3 separate regions of the Mus musculus genome follow, and regions 2 and 3 are each linked to region 1. Evidence: chromatin contacts called from public Micro-C and promoter capture Hi-C data. All regions are on one chromosome and are shown on one strand. The core of a region is the stretch at or near the end of the contact, and the rest is flanking DNA. Distances in the headings are between cores, read along the strand shown. Region 1 has its middle 19 kb from the start of Papss2. Region 2 overlaps Minpp1 (multiple inositol polyphosphate histidine phosphatase 1). Region 3 overlaps Atad1 (ATPase family, AAA domain containing 1).

What was found. Hi-C and Micro-C count contacts between places; a contact is called where the count stands out from the background. Capture Hi-C pulls out chosen DNA fragments and counts their contacts.
Region 2: a contact with region 1 is called in a promoter capture Hi-C map of adipose tissue. A contact is called at or near these places in 11 of 484 Hi-C or Micro-C datasets (CD8 T cells, the G1E-ER4 cell line, Th2 cells and 6 more), 6 of 130 datasets of targeted methods (the NIH/3T3 cell line, bone marrow-derived dendritic cells, bone marrow-derived macrophages and 3 more) and 2 of 9 other capture datasets (adipose tissue and liver).
Region 3: a contact with region 1 is called in a Micro-C map of the G1E-ER4 cell line, with 2.9 times the contacts expected there. A contact is called at or near these places in 1 of 39 promoter capture datasets (liver), 47 of 484 Hi-C or Micro-C datasets (B cells, the C10 cell line, CD4 T cells and 26 more), 9 of 130 datasets of targeted methods (the G1E-ER4 cell line, the HPC-7 cell line, the NIH/3T3 cell line and 5 more) and 4 of 9 other capture datasets (adipose tissue, embryonic stem cells, liver and 1 more).

Annotation. Positions count from the first base shown.
Region 1 is chr19:32,598,589-32,603,306 of GRCm38.p6, reverse strand. It overlaps a transcript of Papss2 not described here. Among named protein-coding and RNA genes, the nearest start is that of Papss2, 19 kb to the left of the region's middle.
Region 2 is chr19:32,504,451-32,509,168 of GRCm38.p6, reverse strand. The region is part of intron 4 of Minpp1 (multiple inositol polyphosphate histidine phosphatase 1); the gene reads right to left. Among named protein-coding and RNA genes, the nearest start is that of Minpp1, 21 kb to the right of the region's middle.
Region 3 is chr19:32,678,194-32,682,911 of GRCm38.p6, reverse strand. All of the region lies in intron 8 of Atad1 (ATPase family, AAA domain containing 1), which reads left to right. Among named protein-coding and RNA genes, the nearest start is that of Atad1, 32 kb to the left of the region's middle.

The DNA.
Region 1 (4,718 bases), core at 822-3,321:
AGTTTACTTCGTAGGAAAAAGGGTTAAGTATATAAGGAGAGTCAGTTGGAAATTTTATTGCTTTTGGTTCAAGGCCACAGCAAGACTTATGGGACAGAAGGCTTAACAACATAAAGGTTGTAGGTGGGTAGGGTACAGGCGCATCATTTAGAAAAAACTAAATGCTGGGTTTAAACTAGACTTAGACCATTTGAATGGACTAAAATCTATAAGTAAGGAAGACAGGGCTTCAGTAGATGCAACTGTGGCAAACAGGGTTCCTGGCTTTCATTCAGTTCGTGTTTGCATAGCCGACAGACAAATATATAAATGAGAACCTTGACAGGAACTTCAAAGTGACAGCAAAAAGACCTTGGGAGGTGAGGAGGGGCCACATACCCAGCAAGGAATCTCCAACAAGGAACGTAAAAGCCTGTTCAGGATTTTAAATGCTAGGTAAAATATGAAAATGAAGGAAACCACCAATGTCTTTTTCTCTTTATAAAAAAAATTTTTTTTGATTTGACATGCATGTGTCATGTGAGCATGGTTGTCCACGGAGCAGAAGAAAGCACTGCGTATTATCATGGAGCTGGAGGGAGCCACTTGATATGGGTGCTGGAAACTGAACTTGGGTCCTCTTAAAAAGAGGCGCATACTCCTAGCTTGGCCTCTTCCCCTCCAGCCCCATCACTAAGGCTGTAAGTTGCTAGTCCTTTTGGAAACTGGGAAGGTATAAATTGTCCATATATTGACCGTGATTGAAGCAGAGTGTAAATAAGGCGGGGGTGATGGTGGTGGTGGTGGTGGTGGTGGTGGTGGTGTGTGTGTGTGTGTGTGTGTGCAAAATCATGTTTAAAATCAGTAAGTCTGGAAATAATTAAAAAAGAATCTACTAGATCCAGGTTAAAGAAAGTAATTGTCATGTTACTATGCTCAATGTAGTTGCTTAGTTGACAAAAACATTTTGGTTTTTTTTTTGAGACAGGGTTTTTCTATGTAGATCTGGCTAGGCTGGAGCTCACAGAGATCTGCCTCCCGAGTGCTGGGATTGAAAGTGCCAAATTTTAATAATGAAATATGTAAAGCAGATCTATTAACTAGTTAGTTAAAGCTAATGTTAATCCAGCATAGAAATGAACCTTATGCACAGAGCAGAGTTTTACAGAGTACATTGAGATAATTGTTTTAGGAACATTTTACAGCAGACCACAGGCTTATATATTTTTATTACCAACATTAATATTTGTACTAGACAGATTGAGTTTGCTATGTTTAAACTGTAGTCACTTTCACAATACTGACCATTGTTCAGCAAGTAAATTCACAAGCGCAGGAAAAGTTGCCACAGCGAAACAAAGCATACTTCTCCCACCAGGTACCGTCAGGGAGATGAAGAGAGAGAGAGAAGAAACTTTTATATTGGCTACCTATTTATCCTACCTTGGGGGAAAATAATTATTACAAAGCAGGGACATCAAAGAAGAACCGATTTGTCACTAATCCTATGCCTGTGACAAACCAGTCTGCCTTCTGGGAAGGTTTTGTTTAATCTTTATTAGGAGGGAGACAAGAGGAGCTTAGAGGCCAGGGTGAACCAGGGAAGGGGTGTAGTTGGGATGCTCTCCATCAAGCTACGGGATGAGGGGCAAGGGAGTTGTGTTTATGATCTCAGAGGGAAGAGTCCTAGGTGAACCCCAGCATTTCCAGGACGCCTCAAAGTCCCAGCAAGGCCACAGTGGAGCAGGAACTGCCACCCACACTCCTGAGCACAGTGTGGAAAGGTCAAGGAACTTATCCAGCTCCACCTGTTTTCCCCAGAGTCCCAGGGCTACACTAGAACAATGCAATCACGTTACAGGGTCAGGGAGGAGCATTGTTGAACCTGTAGGGACCACTCTCTGATGACAGCCAGAGGGTACATGGGGAAAGCGCAGCTGTAAGGATTAAGGCCATGTGAACAGCCCCCCCCCCATCATTGTAGAGGAAAGAGAATTTAATTTCCTATTTCTGATGACTCATCTGATTCAAGTTCTCTTGTTCATGGACTATGCCCCCTTTAAAAATGACTCAGGGCTGCTGGGGAGATGGCTCATTGGTTAAGAGCACAATGCGGCTCTTACTGAGGGGTTTGCTTCCCAACACTTACAGTGTGCAGCTCACAACTGCCTGTAACACCAGTTCCAGGGCCTCTGACACCCTCCTCTGCACTGCACATACGTGTGGCATATATTCACACAGAAACAACACATATACACAGAAATAAAAATGCAACATTTTGTTTGTTTCTTTTAAGACGGACAGGCATGGTAAGATACAGGTAGGACTTGGCATGTTAGTGCTAATAGGAATTGAGAAAAGACAAGGGGCCCATGTCTCCTGCAGTGATGTCTTGGCCTTCCCTGATAATCACTTAAAATGTTTGATATGGAAAGAAAATACCAGGCTGAAATCTAGAACAAAGTGGGACCTCAAAGAGCAAGTGGGGGGGGGCACATTTATCCTTATGGGGCATGTGTGCCGACAGGAATATATTTGAACTGATTGCAGCAGCCTCATTAGTAGAAGGGAAATCAAAGCATAGGGCACACACAAGACCCTTTTTCTCTTGGTACCCAGGCCTTCTAGTAGCTATGTCCTGAAAACTAAGGTGGGCCAGAGCAAGCCCACCTTCTAGCCCTCTGAGGACAGTAACTGTGGTGTATGAAGGTGAGTTAGGGTGGATGGAACTGTTTTAAACAGTGTATCCACAAGGAGGGTCTTAGGTTTAAACTCAAATTCATACCACTTGGGTGGTATTTAAAAAAAAATAAAAACCAATGAGGTTATGGCTTAATGAGGCCAGACGAGGAGTGCAACCAGACCCAAAAGTGAGTCCTTCCTGAAAAAGGCCACTCAGTCGCAACATAGCTGTAACTATTTCTTAGGAGGCAGTAATGAGAAATCCCTGATCAAAAATAAGCAAACACACATATAAGAACAAAAAGTGTCAAGTATGGAATCTATTAAAACCACACGTTTTTGAGTTCTTGTAATTCTGAATTCAGTCATTCATTTTACACGTCTTAGGCACTTGCTCTGTGCTGGGCAGTGTTGCATGTGCTGAGCACATATGCTGTCGCGGTGTCACAGTAAAAGTCTGCTGACCTGCCATCGGATTGGAGCTTAATTTTCCTTTATTTTCTGAGTTCTCCCAAGATTTCCAAACACAAAGCCTAATGAATACCCATCACCATTTAGTGGCAGATTTTGAAATAAACAGAAGTCTCTTAGGACTAAAGTTGATATTGCTGGTTCCTTCCTCTGAATCTTATTCCCGGAAGGTTCCCTGGCTGAGCTAAGCCTAATCACTCCTGAAGAAAACCATAGAGCCATGCATATTAGCAGGAAGGTGATGAAAGACAAAGCTGGTTCGTACTTAAGGATGTTACCTGAAGGGTAAATATCTCTACCTTTGTGAAGGCCTGTTACTGGGGATCATAGCATGAACTGGAAAACATTGATTTTTAAGGTTCATCTGGAAAGAGTCAAAGGCATAGGAAGGGTGGAGGAAAGTTAGACCAATATTTGGTTACTCAGGGACAGCCTGCGTTCACCACAGTGCTAGCAGAAATATCAGCACTACACCATTCAGGATACTGAAGTGTGTTTGTACTAATTATTAACCCATATCTTCTACTCATGCTTTCCTGGTGAATATTCAAACTGTCGCTTCCACAATTCTGTGTTTGTTTTCTCTTATTAAACATTCTGTCAATTGCCATTTACTCCACACACCCCCACCCCCCGGGAACCCATGCTTTCTTCTTACTTATGCCAAACACAACAGTACGGTGTAATCATAATAAAAATCAGAGTCAACCACGGAGGTGGCTTGAGCCTGTAATTCCAGTATTCAGGAAGCAGAGGCAAGAAGACTGTGAGCTTGAGACCAGCCTGGACTACACAATAAGAGGGAGTCTCAAATGTTAACGATGATTAAGTCACGCTTATCCCATTTTACACATGAGAAGACAGTAAGCGAGAAGGATACTTCCTGAGGCAGGTGCAGAAGAGCGTGAGAATTCGTTTTACCTGCTCAATGGACCTGAAGTTAAATTGTGCTCGACCAGCACTTCCTTTCACCTGGATGAGGTTCAGTTACTTTCCAAGGTGAAAGGTGCGGTGGGCTAAGAGAGGGAAGCCCTGCATTTGAGTGCACAGCTCTAGCATGGGCTGGCTTTCCCCCACCATTAGAGATGCTACATCCACTAATTCATGTCTTGACTTAGGCAGTGGTTTAAAAGACAACTTCTTCCAAGAAAGTGAAGTACCACTGGGCAGAATTTTTGGACTAATGAAAATGTAGAACATTGCTGTAGCCACAGGGAGCCTTCGGAGCTTCAGGACCCCTCCCACGCATCCCCAACACCGACTTACTTCATCCTTCAGAAATGATTGATCTATCTCAGTCATAGCTTTTAAGTTGGGCTGTCTCCAGAACACCAGGACATAATCTGTGGGTCTTCAAAATGCTAACCCAGGAAATAGCGCAGGGAAAGAAGCCCTGACTTGGCCTTCCCTTCTTTGCTGGCCTCTCAGACAGCCTGCCTTTCTTTTTCTAGGTATCTGTGTATACAGGGGATGAGGCTGCAGGTGAGCCAGGACGAGAGTGAAGTCAGGGGTTGAAGAGAGATGTGACCAGCAGCTGTTTCTTTGGTCTCCATGGCAAAGATGGCTAACAGAAGTGTGTGCTACCT
Region 2 (4,718 bases), core at 1,644-4,143, 95 kb after region 1:
CAAACATATGCTTTTCTTCATTATGTTGTTTCCCATAGCCTGAATTCAACTTAGTTATCACTGGGCATTTAAGTTTTACTTAAAGTTTAATTAGAGAAATAACCAGATGACAAAGCAACCTCAACTCGTCAAGGCTTTCCTAAAGAACAGCTTTCTCTCTCGCTCTGGCTGTCCTAGAACTCACTCTGTAGACCAGGCTGGCCTTGAACTCTGAAATCCGCCTGCCTCTGCCTCCCAAGTATTGGGGTTAAAGGCGTGCGCCACCACTGCCCAGCAAGAACAGCTTTATTCCAGAGGCTCTGAGTGTAAGAAAAGCATCTGAATTGGTTCTGAGATATGACTCAAATCACCTTAGACAATAATTAAAAATTATTTTAAAATCAGTAAGTTCAAAGTCAAGGGTCCACTTATAACTAAGAATGCCAGAACGCTCTTCTTCACTTATAAACAAGACACAGCAGCAGTATGGAACTGATTTCTACTTCGTTGTTCAAATCTATTGGTAAACTATCAGATATACCTTTGTTCAACGACATCTATGGAAACATGTATGTCAAAAGGGGAACATCCCCTTCGAAGGGTTAATATAGTCCTTAAACATCTGTTCACATTTACATTTGCCTGCCCTTTCATGAGACTTACTCAAATTTCTGTTTGGGGGCATTTTAAAAAATATCACTTTCTCTTCTAAATTACACTGGAACAACAAAAGTGTGTGTGAGTGTGTGTTGGGGGATGGGGTAAGGATCTTCAATTATGGGCAGTTGTTCCGTGAGTTGTGGGGTTTCTCGTGTATACACTGTGTGCTGGCCATTATCACCCCCTAGTCTTCTCTCACTCCCTCTAAACCTTTCTTCTTCCCAACAATTTCTCTTCTTGCTTTCATCTTTTTGTTTGCATTGTTTTTTGTGACCCTCTGAGTTTTACTATTTTGAATTTTTTTGATCAGCTTATATTATAATCACCATTCCAAATACTTCAAACCAAATATACAAGAGTATATGATCGAATCTTTATCAGCAGTCATTAAAAGTATGCTCACAGTTTTGATAAAGGCTCTGACTTTTTGAAGGGGGATATTTATTCTGGCTCATGTTCAGAGGGCTTAGTCACATTCACCCTCCTGACAAGGTAAATGGACAGAGCACTGTGTAGCAGGAGGAACCTGGCTGGGTAGAGCTGTTCACTTCACGGCCCATCAGGAAGAGAGAGAAAAGAGAAATCAGTTAACTCCTATAAGGAAGCAATCAGAGTTCATTTTCAGGAACACGCTGCCACTGCTCCAAGCACTAAAACTGAATAGGTCCATCAAGTTGTAAGCCAACTCCTGGTTCACGTTCATGCAGGCCCAACCAAGCACCTCACGAAAGCGCCACCTGCCCAGCTTCTGCCTGGACTGTATCCCAAGGCGCAGAGAGTGCGCCTGGAGGTCACGGTCAACCTTTGCTGAGTCAGCACTCCAGAGCCAAGTTAGGATGAAGTGCGAATGAAGTGATGCAACTGGGAATCAGTGTGCCTGTGTCCTCAATCTCTCCCTCCCCTCTCCCTCCTTCTCCCCGCCCCCACCACACCCTCTCACACACATCCACACAAATAACATCAGAAGGGCTTGTTAGAAAGAAGGGGGGTTCAGTGGGAAGGGGACAGAACCAGAAAGGGTGATAGATAATTATGCTGAAGCGAGATCATGCGCATGTGTGAAATGTACTAAGCTTGCCTGTGTGAGCATAGGCACAGGCAGCATCCAATGGCCACACCACTGAAGAATGACCCCACCCCTTCCTCGCCCCAGCACGCACTAGCTGACTACAGCCCCTCAGCTGCAGTGGAGTCTCATGCTCTACCTTATGTCTGACTTGGGATCTCTCCTGAATCAGCAGCTGAGCAGCTGGGCTATGCAGCTGGCCAGTGAGCCCTAGGGCTCTCTTTCTGCCTTTCTCTGAGTCCCGGTGTAGGGCTTACAGAAGTGTGCTGTCACATCCTGGTTTTGCATGGGTGCTGGGGATTCAAATTCAGATCTTCATGGCTCACACAGTGAACACTTTACGCACTGAGCCACCTCCTTAGTTCCTAAATCAGACCTGAGAGAGAATAAGTCCAGTGTATCAAATGAATTACCTAACGTTACCCAGGAAGAAGGTGGCTTTGTAAATTGCATCCTTTATTATATAAATAAACGAGAAGATTTTATTGTCTTCAATTCAAACCAAATTTAATCTGAAGACTAAAATTACACCAAGAAATGAAACTATGTAAATGTTCAAAGTAGGTAAATGCCTTAAGCAATTCAAAATGCTCAGTAAGAAGACCCAATAATTGCATGTTTTCCCTTAAGCATACACAGCTACATCTTTCTAAGCTCTTAATTTATGTTTCACACGCAACTGGCGTTACACAAACTATGCTTTCAAACATGATCTAGGACTATCAGATGGCACTTCGGACAAATTTCACAATGTGCACACTTACGTAAGAGCACATACAAATGGTTGGAACTGCCAGAGCAATGAGACGCTTTGAGAAGAAAATTACAAAAAGTAAATTTTGTTTACAAGTCTTCAATATTTGACTGCAGTAGATCTCTGGAGAAGTACACATTTGGCAATGTAAGCCTGGAATGAAAATGACACAAATGTCCTTTTTATGTAAAAATATGTAGAAATTAAGCTCACAAGATAGAAGAACAGGGATAAAGCTCTATTGTCCTCCCTACTAGCATTAGGAAGCTAGAATTATATGAAACAGTAGTTTTCAGTCAGACAACAGAGTAAGAGAGAAGGCAAACGGGTTGAACCCAGCAGCTGTCCAGGCTGACTGTTTAGCGTCTGCAGGCTGTGGTGGAGGGTGGAGGGTGGAGGGCAGAGGCCATGGCAGCCCTGAGGTGAGTGAGGTCCAGGGAGGGAACACTGGCAGGAACTCATGGAACAGATATACTTCGGGACAGGGAGCTCTGGAGTCCAGAGGGGCCGCTCTCAACGTCAGCCATTATGTTACACATAGACTCACACATGGGAACCCAGGAGGAAGGCATCGGCAAAATACACTTCCAAGGCTAACAAGCCAAACTGGTGAACGCTCAGATGCACGGGGAAGAGAGGACTCCTGGTCAGACAGATCAGCAAAAGACAAAGAAGAGGGCCGGGAGACGGCACAGAGTTCAGCTCCTTGCTCTTGCAGGGGATCTGGGTTCTGTTCCCTAGATCCATGCTGAATAGCTCACAAATGCATATAACTCCAGCTTCAAGGGATCTGACACCCTCTTCTGCCATGTGCAGGAACACACACACACACACACACACACACACACACACACACGTAAAAATAAAATAAACCTTAAAAAGAGACGGAGAGCTAATGACTTAGGCACACAGGTGAGATCGAGCCAGCTGTACTACTTCTATGCTGAGATAGATGACTTTATGTTAACTGTAGTTCAATGCAGCTGTAAGCACAACACGAGGAGTGGACACATTGAAGCTTGGTAAGAGCACCTCTTTGGTCTTTGATTACCCACAAAGACATCTCTTCCCGTAAAGACTTGCATGTGACCTCATCATTCCAACTCACCCCCTGAGTATTTTGGGTTTTACATACAGATGCTCTTACTGGAGTGCCCTCCCATCTGGAACCTGGGTTCTTGCAGACAATTTGAAGGTATGCATCTTTGCATAATCTCTATTGCACGCAAACGAACACCCTTAGTGCTCAAAAATAGCATGAGGACTGCTCTGTACTCATGAGACCTGTGGTTCTGTGGGTACGCTTCACTTGCCAGTGTTCTGAGAAGAGGGGTACCTGAACCTTACAGCAACACAAATTTAAAAAAAAAAAAAAGGGAGCATTTTAAATTAACATCTAGAACACACATTACGTGCGCTTGTTTTTCTCTGGTCTAGGAAAGGTGCCCACGATTTATTCCACTATATTATCCAAGTCAAACCATCAAACCAAGGAGTCACTGACTGGGTATGCACTTGTTGTGAGACACTGGTAAGAGGCAAGTGTGTACAAACTCAGGTATATCTGCACACAATGCCTTTGGTACTCAACCTCCCCCTATGTTTTAAGTTTGTTGAGAAACACTGAATATGGTTCTAAAATCAAGAGAGATCTACCATACTACTCACTTCACCGAAGGCCAGTTAGCCTTTTCTAGTTACCCTGACCTTGAATTATTCACTTGTCTAATTAATCACAGGATTCTAATCATCCGTAGACTTTGGTCTCAATCACTGTAAGTATTATCTTTACTAGGGTGTGAACGATCAGAACTTTCTTCTTGGTCACTTTTGACAGCATTGCCAACATCTCCCACTATGCCCAGGTCACTGCCGTGCCACAAGGACTTGCTGAGCTGAAATGAGCTGAGTCCAGTGACTCAGTGGTTCCCAACCCGAGGGGCCAGCGAGCCTTTCACAGGGGCCACCTAAGAACATCAGAAAACGCAGATATTCACACTACAATTTACAGCAGTAGCAAAATTACAGCTATAAAGGATCAAGAAAATAATTTTAGGGTTGGGAGTCACCACAACACGGGGAACAGTATTAAAGGGTTCAGTGGGTGGGTGCATGAGGGGGGTGGCTAGGGGGGTGGGGTCCCCCCTCAGAGGCAAGGGTGAGAAAGCGATGAGGTGAAGAACTCTTAAAGGTGGGGACTGAGAAGGGGGACAACATTTGGCATGTAAATAAATGAAACAATAAAAAAATCTTTGATAC
Region 3 (4,718 bases), core at 1,287-3,786, 79 kb before region 1:
CCTGCCTGTGCTGCCACTGCTGCCTGGCTGAGCCTCCTTCTTCTTTTTCTTTTTTTTTTTTTTTTGCATTGCTTATTTCTTTAAGTTTGTATACAGATTTCTAATTATCTCCCATATAAAAAAGTTCTTTTTTTGTTTTTTGTTTTTGGAATTGTATTCATGTATGCAATGAAATATGACTGTTTAGGGCCCCAGTTTTCTTCACTTAAACACATCATCCTCTCAGGTTTGTATCATATTAGGAAACCTAGCCCACTGAGTCCAGTTAGATCTTCTCACGTGCATGGTGTCTTCCTACAGTATCCTTCACTATACTTGTTACTTCTCAGATCTGTTTACTGTTCTAGGGTCTCCTACTTGCTGACTGAGCACTTATATCACTGAACAGCATCTTTAGCCTGTTTGATAGTTTGAAGTTGTCTAAATCTGTTAATCCATAGGTAATAACTTCTTCCTTCATTTACCCACGTCTCCCATTGTTTTTCAGAATGCAAGTTTTCACTGATAATTTGGGTGGCTATCCTTGCAATTTGGTAGTTGGGTCAGGAAGCTGGGTAGAATGTGGTTAATGGTGGAGGAGAGGTCAGATGGAAAGGACTCCTTAGGTGGCTCGTGTTCTTCCATCAGGAAGGTACACTAATCAGGGTGGCCTTTTTCTTAGATTTTAAAATTTTTGATGTGGGGCTGGAGAGATGGCTCAGCGGTTAAGAGCACTGACTGCACCTCCAGAGGTCCTGAGTTCAAATCCCAGCAACCACATGGTGGCTCACAGCCATCCATAATGAGATCTAATGCCCTCTTCTGGTGTGTCTGAAGACAGCTACAGTGTACTTATAATCAATCAATCAATCAATCAATCTTTTAAAAAAATAAAATCTTTGATGTGCTTGAAATTTATGTGGATCTTAAAACTATAATGTGGACCTAATGTGGGTCTAACTCAGCTGTCTCAATGCCAGTTACTGAGTGTCTTTGCCTTGCTAGAGTTTGTTATCATGTCCTTGTCTGGATCAGCTGATATGTCTTTTGGGTCTTTTTGTGCTAGTATTCAGTACTCATTGTTTTCACTTGGAGACAACTGTAATGTCTTGTACTGTTAGACCTAGTTGTTCCTCCCACCCCCATGGGGAGTTTAGGATCGATTTGTCTTATTACTAAAGAACAAAAAATTAGGTCTTTTGTTTGTTTGTTTGTTTGTTTTGAGACAGGGTTTCTCTGTGTAGCCCTGGCTGTCCTGGAAATCACTTTGTAGACCAGGCTGGCCTCAAACTCTGAAATCTGCCTGCCTCTGCCTCCCAAGTGCCAGGATTAAAAGGTGTGCACCACCACAGCCCAGTAGTAATTTTTTTTTTTTGATGGATCATTATTTTTGATAGTGAATCTCTTTCTGGCTTTACATCTTTTTGCCTGATAACTTTCTTGTTTTCCCTAGGAGCAGTGCGTTAATTAGTTCCTTAATATAAATTATATATAAATATAAGTTACAAAATTTATATATGTGGGTTTGCCTGTATGTATTTAAGTGTAATATGTGTGTGTAATGCCTTGGAAGACGGACGAGGTAGTTTGACTCCCAGAACTGGAGTTATACACAGTTGGAGGGCCACTATGTCAGTGTTGAAAGCATAACCTTGGACATCTGGAACCACAGGGCCATCTCTCCAGTGCCCAAATTTGTTTCCTGCTAGGCTGTTTTCTGCTGCTGTAATAGAATATAATAGATTTATTTAGTTCACAATTCTGGATGTTGGAAAGTTCAAGTGCATGATAACAATATCCAGTCACATTCTGATACTTCATCAAAAGCACAGGGGCAAAAAGAAAGCGAAAGTAAAAAATAACGAAAAATCCCAAACTTGCAAAATTGGTTTGATCATGAGCCAAACACCTTCTGTCAGGCCCCACTTTCCAGCATCACTTGAATTTGTCACTTATCAACTCTATAGCAATTATATATACTGTTTATAAAAGTTTAAAGAACTTACCAGCTTCCAAGGATTGGATCTGTGATTATTAACCATTTAGGGAGTCAAGATAAAAGCCAGATAGCCTTTTCTAAGAAATCTACATATATTCATGTTTTTTAATAGTTTCAGAAAAATTCTTAAAATAGTATATTCTAGGTAAGGAACTTATGTCTTAGACAGATGGCTTTTTGCCTTTTAATTGAATACTTTTTACCTCTTTTGAGGTGAACATCTTATAGGTACAGTGCTACTTGAATGAGCCACTGTCCATTGGTAACCCTTTCACAGAGAGAGGTATCAGCCTAAGAAACAGTAAGTGTGCAAATCTTCTGAACTGGTGTCCATATATTATTCCTAGAAGTAATTAGAAGATAGTTGAGGTAACCAATATAATTATTTAATTTAAAATAGTTTAAGCTTGTCATGGTGGTACACTCAACCAGGTTTTACCATTTGTGAAGCTGAGGCAAGAGAACTGAAAGTTGAAGGCTAACCTGGGTTATAATAGCAAGACCCTGCCACAGGAAATCACCACATGAACAAGCAAACCACCACAGGAGCAAGACTTTATGTATATGGTATATTGTATAAGTAGACAGCTTATAGCTTTTTTTTCCCTTTCAAAACAGGGTTTCTCTGTATAACCCTGGCTGTCCTAGAAGTCACTCTATAGACTAGGTTGGCCTCAAACTCAGAAATCCCTACCTCTACCTCCAGAGTGCTACGATTAAAGGCTCTCAATGCCACCAGGCCTATAACATGTTTGTAGCAGCAGAGTATATACACACACACACACACATACACACATACACACACTGTAGCTGTCTTCAACACACCAGAAGAAGGGCGTCCGATCCTGTTACAGATGGTTGTGAGCTAGATATGTGGTTGCTGGGAATTGAACTCAGGACCTCTGGCAGAGCAGTCAGTGCTCTTAACCATTGAGCCATCTCTCCAGCCCTTTATTTTGCTTTTAAAAGCCTCACATTAATATCCTACATTTAATAAAGGCAGCATTATCATGCTTTCATGTTACTAAGTAGAATCAGAGTTTATTGTGTAAGCTGTTCTCATTTAAGAAAGATATGTTACCACCCTCTTAACAAAAAATCTTTCTCATTTGCTTCATAGTTAATGTTTGCTTTTTATATTCTGAAATGATAGGTGTATATACAGGTACAGATGGATTTCTTTTTCTAGTGAAATTTTTATCATTCTGCAATGACATATTTCCCCAACTATACATTTTGAATAAATATTATACTCTAATCCACCTAAATCTGACCTAACGCAACTAAAAGTATTATATTCACTTCCCTTAATATTTACCTTACATATAATTTTCTACCATTTATTTTCAACTATACATTTTTCTTTCAAGTAGAACATAAAGCCTGCTTCTTTCAGCCTATGTGACTGTTCTAATCCACAGCCATAATTTTATCATGTCTATATCTTGTCTTAGTTTAGTTGTTTGCAGTTACTGTGTTATAATTATAAGCTTGAATTGATTTGTTCTTCATTTAGTTCTTCTCATGAAATGTGCCTTCTTTTTGCTTTCTGTCCCCTCTGAAGTCTCATGTTCAGTAGTGTTTTATATTTCATATTTCCTTTTTTCTCTTTCTGTATTGATTTTGAATTCACATAGGCTTGGTAGTACTGCAACATTGCATGAGATGTGTATGTAATGTCCAGCCTCTGCCTTCTTCCCAGCCTTACTGTACTCGTGTCCTGTGTCTCACAGAGTCTGTACTTAGGACTTCCCTCCTGCTTTCTGTACCTAAATTCAAGATTGTTGTGCGGATAGTCGTTCTTTCCTTTGTTGCCTTTTTATCAAATACAAATAACTAAATTCCTGTTTTTAAAAAAGTACTTGTTTATTATTATTACTATTATTATTATTATATGTATAAGCACTCTGGCTGTATGTACACCTACATGCAAGAAGAGGGCATCATATCTATTTACAGATAGTCAGGGCCTACTATGTGGTTGCTGGGAATTGAACTCAGGATCTTTGGAAGAGCAGCCAGTGCTCTTAACCACTGAGCCATCTCACCAGCTCCACCCAATTTCTCTTCATTTAGCATTTCTATTTAAAAGGATGACACTGATTTGAAGGTCATAGTTGCACAGTTGAATGATGAATGTGTTGTTGAAATGAAGAAAACTTAAAACATTCCTAGAATTAGTGGAAATAAAATTAGCATTCCAAAACCTATGGGATCCAAGGAAACAGTCCAAAGAAGGAAGCTTACCATTCTATGTTCCTGCATTAAAATTTAGATCTCAAATAACCTGATGATGCCTTTTAGGACATTGGAAAGTAAGAAAGAAAAAAAAATGCCCAGAGCAGTGGACCATGTGAAATAGCTAAAATCAGGACAGAGATTAATGAAATAGAAAGAAACAAACAAAAATTACAAAGAATCAGTGAAACAAACAGTTCTTTCTTTGAAAAGATTGATAAGCCTTTAGTCCAGTTAGTAGAAAGAGAAGACCTTGGGCTGGTGAGATGGCTCAATGGGTAAGAGCATCCGACTGCTCTTCTGAAGGTCCAGAGTTCAAATCCCAGCAACCACATGGTGGCTCACAACCATCCGTAACGAGATCTGACTCCCTCTTCTGGAGTGTCTGAAGACAGCTACAGTGTACTTACATATACTTTACTTAAATAAATAAATCTTAAAAAAAAAAAAGAAAGAAAGAGAAGACCTGACTGATTAAAGTCAGAGATGGGAAGGGAGGCAC